Regions from separate parts of the Pan troglodytes genome. Here region 1 is linked to region 2. A link is a contact called in public HiChIP or PLAC-seq data. All regions are on one chromosome and are shown on one strand. Each heading gives the region's core, a stretch centred on a gene start, on an enhancer-like site or on the middle of the called end of the contact. The rest is flanking DNA. Distances are from core to core; before and after follow the strand shown. Region 1 holds the start of DCLRE1B (DNA cross-link repair 1B). Region 2 holds the start of PHTF1 (putative homeodomain transcription factor 1).

Region 1 (4,177 bases), core at 1,278-3,777, 140 kb before region 2:
TCCCAGCTACTTGGGAGGCTGAGGCAAGAGAATCACTCGAACCCAGAAGGCGGAGGTTGCAGTGAGCCACAATCACACCACTGCACTCCAGCCTGGGTGACAAGAGTGAAACTCCGTCTCAAAAAGAAGAAGGAAAAAAAAGAGTGGGAAATCAGTTGAGATGGGGTCACTATGCTCATATGTGATGAAGTTAGAAGGCCTCCAGCGCCTCCAGACTTCTATTGAGTTAAGGCTGCTCAAGAAAAGTCTGCCAGGTGTGGTGGCTTGTGCCAATAATCCTAGCTACTGCGGAGGCTGAAGCAGGAGGATCGCTTGAGGTCAGGAGTTTGAGACCAGCCTCGGCAACACTGCGAGGCCCCAGTCTATACATTAAAAAAAAATAAAAATAAAAAAATAACATCTAGTCTGGAGAAGTCACTGGGATTCCTTGAGAGGCCCACCTGTGTAGAGGATGGTTCCAAAATATCCTTCAAAGAGAAACATGACAGAACCAGGACAGTGATTGGCATCGAGGAGGGTTACGGTCATGGTCTCTTGTCCAATTTCATCTAGGGGTAATACATGGCTCTCACCAACCTCCAGGGCTTGGATCCATTGCTTAGATACCTGAGAAAACAGTTAGTCATCCCAGTGACCACTGACTCCTCTCCCTGTTACCTCCCCGGGTCAGGGACTATCCCTTACATGAATCAGGAAAGCTGACCAAATCCTGAGCCACCAGGAGCAGAAGCTGTAATGGGGATTCCCAAGCAATCTGCCCTTCCTCCTTCCACTTCCCATCCCACCCTTTGTACAATTTAAGAGTTCAGCTGGCCGGGCGTGGTGGCTCATGCCTGTAATCCCAGCACTTTGGGAGGCTGAGGCGGGTGGATCACGAGGTCAGGAGATCGAGACCATCCTGGCTAACACGGTGAAATCCCGTCTCTACTAAAAAATAGAAAAAAAATTAGCTGGGCGTGGTGGCGGGCGCCTGTAGTCCCAGCTACTCGGGAGGCTGAGGCAGGAGAATGGTGTGAACCCGGGAGGCGGAGCTTGCAGTGAGCCGAGTTTGCGCCACTGCACTCCAGCCTGGGCGACAGAGCGAGACTCCATCTCAAAAAAAAAAAAAAAAGAGTTCAGCAAACAGTCTAGTCAGCAATTCCCAAACTTACTCCTGATCTTAATCTCTTGGAGACTTAAGGGTGGGGTGGGGAGAGAGCTGGAGAACCACCCAGCACATTAGGTGGATTCTTAAGATGAGGCAAGTTTAGGCGGGGCGTGGTGGCTCACGCTTGTAATCCCAGCACTTGGGGAGGCTGAGGCGGGCGGATCACTTAAGGTCAGGAGTTAGAGAACAGCCTGGCCAACATGGTGAAACCCCGTCTCCACAAAAAATACAAAAAATTTGCTGGGCGTGGTGGCGTGCGCCTGTAATCTCAGCTACTCAGGAGGCCGAGACAGGAGAATCGCTTGAACCCGGGAGGCGGAGGCTGCAGTGAGCCGAGATTGCGCCACTGCACTCCAGCCTGGGCAACAGAGCGAGACTCCGTCTCAAAAAAAAAAAAAAAAAAAAAAGGCAAGTTTGGGAAACATCGGCCTAGCTTACGTATAAAGGTAGGAATAGTTTCCTTGGCTGGATTAAAATATTTCCTCAACTTTTGGCTAACTATCTCAAGTTGGTCACTTCGAAAACACGTTCCTATTCTGGGTTAAAGATGCATTTTTGGGTTCAAACAACTTCCAAATCAGTTTTCGTGGCCCCCATTCTATGACTCCAAGAATGACAGGTTGAAGGCCCAACCCAGATGCCTGGACCAGCTCTCGGAGACCGACTCCAGCCCCATACCTGTAGGTGACGATGCAAGAGGTGGGCTGTAATTGGGGAGCAGTAGAGGGGCCGGGCCCAGGTGCTAGACAGGCCCACGGTGTGGTCCGAGTGCATGTGAGACAAGAAGAAGAGACGTGCGGTGCCAGCCCGGCGCAGGCTCCAGAAGTCCACTGCGATGGGCGTATGGGGGATCAGGACCCCATTCATGGTGGTAGGGTTGGAGTCACCAGTGGGATCTTCTCCACGGGGGCAGGGCTCCTGCGTGAGGCTTCCACAACGGCGTCCCGATAAAAGTCATGCTGGGGCAAGAACAGGGCCAGAGACCCTAAGGGAAAGAGCCCAGCAGAGCAATAAGTTACCAGAGTGGGCAGAAAAAGGAAGTCACCCTGCCCGCTGGAGCCCAAATCGCGGAGGGCGCTGGACACTCCCAACCGCGCGGGAGCGGAGGCCGAGCCGGGCACTCAAAGCGCGCGCTGCAGGGAGGAGACAGGCCAAAGTAGCCGATTTCCGATTGCCCGCCGCAGCTCCACCAGAGGGAGCCGCGTAGCTGCGCCTGGAGAGTGAGAGGTTGGGGGAAGGGCATCCTAAGGTCGGAGTCGGGACTACGCTTAGCGCTCGCTCGCGGGGAGACCGGCAGCGCGCTTCTGTTTGGTCTCTTGACAAGGGGGCGGGACTTCCGCAGAAAGCAAGATTGGGCCTATCCGCGATGAGAACGGCGTGGAGGCGCAATTAAGGCTGGAACTGGAGAGGGAGGGGTCTGCGGTCAGTCGGTCGCGGCGCTGGAAATCCGGCGGAGGACCTAGAAGTAGCGGGAGCGATCTGTGGGCGGGGCGAACGGCCTGCCGGCCGACGGTAGGGCCTGAAGAGCCTAGGGTGGGGCTCGCGGTGTCGCGGAGGGCGTGGAAGTGTGTCAGGGCCAGCGTGCCGGTCCTACGGAAGCCGAGCCTGAGGCGAGATCTCGCCTTTTGTATTTTCACTGACTCATATTTTCTTTACTCAGGCTCCCACATCAGGACGAGAAGGAGCCCTCGAGTTACCGTGGGAGCTGTGGGAGCTGCCCTGTGACTCTTAGGAAGATGCCGTACCTTGGCTCCGAGGACGTGGTGAAGGAGCTGAAGAAGGCTCTGTGCAATCCTCACATTCAAGCTGATAGGCTGCGCTACCGGAATGTCATCCAGCGAGTGATTAGGTATCACCTAACCCCCTTCGCGTGCTAACTGCTCCCTTTGCAATCCCCATCAGGGCTCACTAGCCCCAGTCTCTCTGAAAGGGTAAATTAGCTTTCACACGTGGCAGTTATATGGTTCGGTCTTCGTCCTGCTGCTTTGGAGTACCATGTCAGTCTCCCCTCTGCAGCATCTTTTACTCAGCTGGGTAGTTTCCTCCATATCACGGGCTTGAGCAATTACTGGTGACTCCTGGATCTATAATATAGCTAGTACAGACTTCCTTTTTTAGCTTCAGACCCACGTATCCCACTGCCTGCTTGGCATTTCCACGTGCATGGTTTATCAAAAGTATGTCCGAAATAGCCCGGACATTCTTCCGTCTTCCTCAAACCTGTTCAGCTTACATTTGTGTTGATGAATGCCACCAGCAGCCGACTATGCGTGGGAGCCAACCTTGAGGACACCTGATCTCTCACTTCTTATGTCAGATGGTTTGAATTCATAATTCTAAATATCCATCCTCTCTTGTTTATTAGCATTGTTGTTCTGGTCCAGGCCTTCATCAACAAAGCAATTGCAGCAGCTTACTAGTAGGCCACTTTGCCTCATTTGAGACAGAATTTTTCCATTATACATACCTGAACACATAACTCTTGCCTACAGCTATGGTTCACAAACTTTACTATGCATAAAAATCCCTTGGGGTGCTTTTTGTCATCCAGTCCAGGGACTGATTCTGATTTCAGTAGGGTGGGAGGGAACCCAGGAATCTGTATTTTTAATAAACATTTCAGTTGATTCCAGTAGGAGACCAGTCTGAGAAACAATAAAGTCCAAACTTATCACAGCACCCAAGGAACAAGCTGTTAATTCAACTACCTACAGACTCTTAAAAAAATGTATGCCGCTCCTGCTCATGTCTACGTACCTCATAGCATGTATCTTTACCTTGCTATTACATCTGCCTAGTGAGCTCCTGCTCATTCAGCTAAAGTATTACTTCCTCTGTGAAGAAACATTTTCTGACTTCCTGCCAGTGTCAGACCTCTGAATCCCCTCTACACCTTGTACAATACTTCTGTTTAAGTACTTATCCATCATACTGTAATTAACGGTATTCTCATCTGGCTCATTAATAGATTTGAAGTTCCTAGAGGTTTGAGACCACACCTTCTTCAAGATTATGTCCCAAGAGCATGTC
Region 2 (4,481 bases), core at 197-2,696:
AAGTTATCTTTAATTGAGGTACCTGTCCTAAGCACTGATAGCCTTTGGTTCTGTCTAGGAAAGGAAAAGAAAGGGACTTCACATTTTTTGAGTAACTGCCATGGGCCAGGCAGTTTATATGAGGGTTTCTCATTTAATCCTCACATCCTTAAGAAGGTGACTATCTCCATAATACAGGTGAGAAAACAGGCTTGTTAGTTGAATAAATTGCTTAAGATCACAGATTATTGGTTGGGAGCAAGGATTCAGACCTTGTTCGCTGGTAGCCGCAGGAAGCACTGAATAGTTTCCAACAGGGCACCTGAAAAATGGTTTGCTACTTACCACTATTCTCTAATACTTCTTACCTGATTCAGTTCCTCCAGACACTCCCTGAAAATCTTCTGTGTGCCAAACAGTGAAGTAAAGTACTTTTGCTATTAATGTAATTGAGGTTAAATATTTACGTGTGCAAAATTCGACGTTTTTCACTTGTCATTTATCTCTTTTTTCAAGTTGGCCATTTGTCTTGAAGCTCAACAGAATTGTAATGTTTAGCACTAAGGAAAGGAAAAGCTGTCAAGGAGCAAAAGCAGAAGGAAACCACTGCCAATGTGTGCAACATAAAAATAAGGGTAAAATAATTTTTACTTTGAGACAGGTCTCTGTTGCCTAGGCCGAAGTGCAGTGGTGCAATCATAGCTCACTACAGCCTCGAACTCGTGGACTCAGACGATCCTCCCGCCTCAGTCTTCGAAGTAGCTGGGACTACAGGTGCGCGCCACCACCCCCGGCTAATTTTTTTTTTTAAGAGACGGGGTCTGGCCATGTTGCTAAGGCTGGTCTCAAACTCCTGTGCTCAAGCTACATTTCCGCCTCAGGCCTCCCAAAGCGCCCAGATTGCAGGCGTGAGCCACTGCGCCCAGGCTGGGTGAAGTAATTTGTAAAACTTAGTCCTGTGGGAGTTATTTTAGCTTAGTCGATTTTCCTCATCCGTGAAATGGGATAACTTCCACCTGGTGCCCACTCAATAGATAAGAAGAAATAATGTCTGCAAAACATTGAGTACAGCGCCTCTTAGGCTTTCTTAAGTGAAGCTATCATCTGTCATTAGCTTTCTCTGACCCAGATGCTACACGCTGTGGGCTAGCAAGAACACGGCTTCAAATAAGGTGGGGAGAATGGCTGTAAGGGGACAGTGTTCCATTAATGGCCCCCCCCAAAAAAAAAGCAGCCTAAAAATCCTTTTAACGTATCCTTAAATATTCACTTGAGGGTTCAACCTTTCTTTCCTTTCTCCTGACCTCTATCGGCCCTAATTAACCTGTTCCTGCCGCCACCTAACTTTACCCTAATTTGGAAAAAGCTGTGACTGCCCAATACTTGTTCCTGTTTTCCCCCTACACCTTTGAGCACTAGAAATCTCCAGACCCAGAGCTGCTGAGGGGCGGGAGAGGAAGGGAGTCACTAAGCCGCAGCCTGGCCCTTCCTCCCAGGGCAGCGTAAATTCACGCAAACATTGATTCGTTCGCTCAACAAACATTGGGAACCTAAGCGCCAGGCTTGTGCCAGGCCCCAGTCTCTGACCTCATGGAGCCCACAGCCCACTGGGGAACAGAGATTAAGCCATGAAACACGAAAATGAGTGCCACAAAGACGTGAGCTACTAGAGTATCAGGACCGACCTCCTTTAGACCGCTGGATGGGAGAGTCGTTTGTGAGGAAGTGACTTTTAAGCTGAGGCCTGAAGGGTGATCGGAGGGAGCTGCTCTTGGCCATCGATCGCCGCGCGACTCCCCAGGCCCTCGGACCCGGAGCCTGGACCGAGGCTGGGCGGGAAGGCCCCGGGCCAGGGGCGGAGCCACCTCGGCGGCGAAGGCCGGAAAGCGGAAGCCGAAGGCTGCTGCCCGGTGGTCGGCTGAGCGGCTCTAGCCCAGATCTCAGACGGCTGAGTCACTGCATCCCGGCGCGGCCCGCAGAAGACGAGCGCCGCCGCCGCCTCCTCCTCCTGGGCTCCCGGGCTCTCGGGGTCCGGGGCCTTTGCACCTGTCTTTTCCAGCTGGGCACAAAGCCTTTTGCTGTCGCCGTGGCGACTGGAGGCCTTCACTTTTAATCCCCCTCATTTTCCAGTTCATTCTCTGCTTATTTTCTGGTCAGTCCGTGACCCTGTAGGCGGCCTCGGACCGGCGATCGATTTGCCGCCCTCAGGGCGCTGGGCGGCCGGCTGCCTCCGAAGCTGGGGCGGCCTCCGCGGTCTCCATGGTAACGGCCTCTCCGGCGTCTCCGCCTAGAGGGGAAGATGCGGCCTGCCTGGCCCGCCGCCTCGCCCCCGGCCTCACGGTGGGACCCCGGGCACTGAGGACGAAGGTCCCGGGCGCCGGCCCGCGGGGCAACGGGCACTAGGTGAGAGCCGGACGCCGGCGAGCGAAGGAGGCGGGTGCCGGGCGACTCCAGCGGCGGCCCCTGCCCCTCCCCCGCACCCACGAACACGCTCGCCCGATATATTGCAGAGGCTTCTCCGGTCGCCGCTGCGCCAGTTTTTTTTTGTTTGTTTGTTGTGTTTTCCCTGGCAAACAGCTGGAGAAAGAGCAGCTCATGGAGAGGCTGAGAGAAGCGGTTTTCGCGTCCTACCCAAACTGGGAGAGTAACCTTCAGCAGCTGGACTCACCGATTGGTTTTCCTTCATTTTCAGTGAAATCCCATTTTCTGGCTGGAGACACAGATGGCCTCAAATGAGAGAGATGCTATATCGTGGTACCAAAAGAAGGTAATATATATATATATATATATATATATATATTTTATTTGTAAAGCATTCTTCCTGCAAAAAGCTCCCACAAATAATATAATGTTACTTTCCCCCGAGTTTAGTAGTGCCAGGTGTTCATGTATACTTCAACATAAATGAAAAAAAAAAAAAAGATGTACAAGGTCATTATGTCTTTTAAACCCGGTTCCAGGTCCCAGAATAAGGTTTACAAGCCACCTCCTTCAGGCTGCATACACAATGCCACCGCAATGCTTTGAAAGTTTGCTTCTGATCAAACTGCTTAAAAACAAAAAAGACATGAAACCTGTATCTGCACAGCTCAGATTGATACTATCAACAATCTTATTGAGCTGTTCCTTATCTTTTATTCCTCTCTAGTTTTTCTAGTGCTCTTTTCCTTAAGAAGTGGATTTTTTTTTTTTTTTTTTTTTTTGAGACGGAGTTTCGCTTTTCTTGCCCAGGCTGGAGGGCAATGGCGCGACCTCGGCTCACTGCAAGCTCCGCCTCCCGGGCTCAGCCTCTGGAGTAGCTGGGATCACAGGCGCCCACCACCACGCCTGGCTAATTTTTTGTATTTTTAGTAGAGACGGGGTTTCACCATGTTGGTCAGGCTGGTCTCAAACTACAGGCGTGAGCCACCATGCCCGCCCAAGAAGTGGAAATATCTTTTAAGGTAATATTAATTTGAAATATTTTGGGCATTGCTTTTGAACTTACTTTTAGGTCAAGCTATTTTAGATTTTTGAAGGAAACAGTCCTTCGAAGTATTGATTTATTCTAACTCTTGAGAAGCATATTTTCCACATAGCATATTGATACTTAATAGGCTCATGACTTTTATGAGGCTTGACTTAATAATGTAAGGATTTCCTTTGCATCGTTTAACTAATAGACTACTCCCTCTTTCAGATTGGAGCCTACGATCAGCAGATATGGGAAAAGTCAATCGAACAGACTCAGATTAAGGTAAATTGGTTTCTTTGTTTCCGCCTATGTTTCACTGCATTAATATGAAGAGTGGAATTGTACTTACCTGGTAAACTCTGCATTTAACTACCAGTATGGCGTTCTTTAATCTTTGAAGGTTATAAGAAAAGCAGTGCAAGCATAATGAGAAGTGACACTTGATTTTTGGCCTCACTATCAGGAAAACAGAAAGGAGTGAGTTGTTCTATGATGAATTAGAGAGCAAATGTCCCATATAAATAGGGCTGGGGTTACTTAGCTCTGGCTAGTTTTTACCACTTGGCAGTGCAGGTCCAAATATTGCCAGAGTTTCAGATTTTTCAAGAGAAGCTGGAAATACACATTTTTATATGAAATATATTGTGCATTTTGTGTCGGATTTTTAAGAGACTCTTCCTTCTCTTCCTCCTCCTCCTCTGCAAGCCAAATAAAATCCATTTGTGGCCTGAATCCAGCCTATGGTCCCCCATTTTATTCAATCACTGGCTTAGAGTATGTGTTTTTATTTGTTTTTTTGTTTTGTTTTGTTTTTGAGACAGAGTCTCACTCTGTCGTCCAGGCTGGAGTGCAGTGGCGTGATCTTGGCCCACTGCAAGCTCTGCCTCCTGGGTTCAAGCCATTTTCCTGCCTCAACCTCCAGAGTAGCTGGGACCACAGGCGCCCGCCACCACGCCCGGCTAATTTTTTGTATTTTTAGTAGAGACGGGGTTTCACTGTGTTAGCCAGGATGGTCTTGATCTCCTGACCTTGTGATCTGCCCACCTCC

Evidence for each region. HiChIP or PLAC-seq counts read pairs in DNA pulled down with a chosen protein or histone mark.
Region 1: an H3K4me3 HiChIP or PLAC-seq map of stem cell-derived excitatory neurons shows a contact between it and region 2, with 2.7 times the contacts expected there. The contact joins the promoter of DCLRE1B here to the promoter of PHTF1 in region 2. A contact is called at or near these places in 1 of 7 Hi-C or Micro-C datasets (stem cell-derived neural progenitor cells) and 1 of 1 datasets of contacts at active chromatin or transcription factors (stem cell-derived excitatory neurons).

The regions. Positions count from the first base shown.
Region 1 is chr1:111,131,362-111,135,538 of NHGRI_mPanTro3-v2.0_pri, reverse strand. DCLRE1B (DNA cross-link repair 1B) reads right to left here and starts at 2,527. Exons shown (of 4, transcript XM_524804.9): 1 at 1,826-2,527; 2 at 441-606. The coding sequence starts at 2,014. It overlaps AP4B1 (adaptor related protein complex 4 subunit beta 1), which reads left to right and starts at 2,425. Exons shown (of 10, transcript XM_003949513.3): 1 at 2,425-2,659; 2 at 2,808-2,996. The coding sequence starts at 2,884.
Region 2 is chr1:110,985,058-110,989,538 of NHGRI_mPanTro3-v2.0_pri, reverse strand. It overlaps PHTF1 (putative homeodomain transcription factor 1), which reads left to right and starts at 1,446. Exons shown (of 19, transcript XR_010158683.1): 1 at 1,446-2,382; 2 at 2,672-2,746; 3 at 3,659-3,715. It overlaps LOC112205003 (a long non-coding RNA gene), which reads right to left and starts at 1,802. Exons shown (of 3, transcript XR_008540242.2): 1 at 1,665-1,802; 2 at 348-555.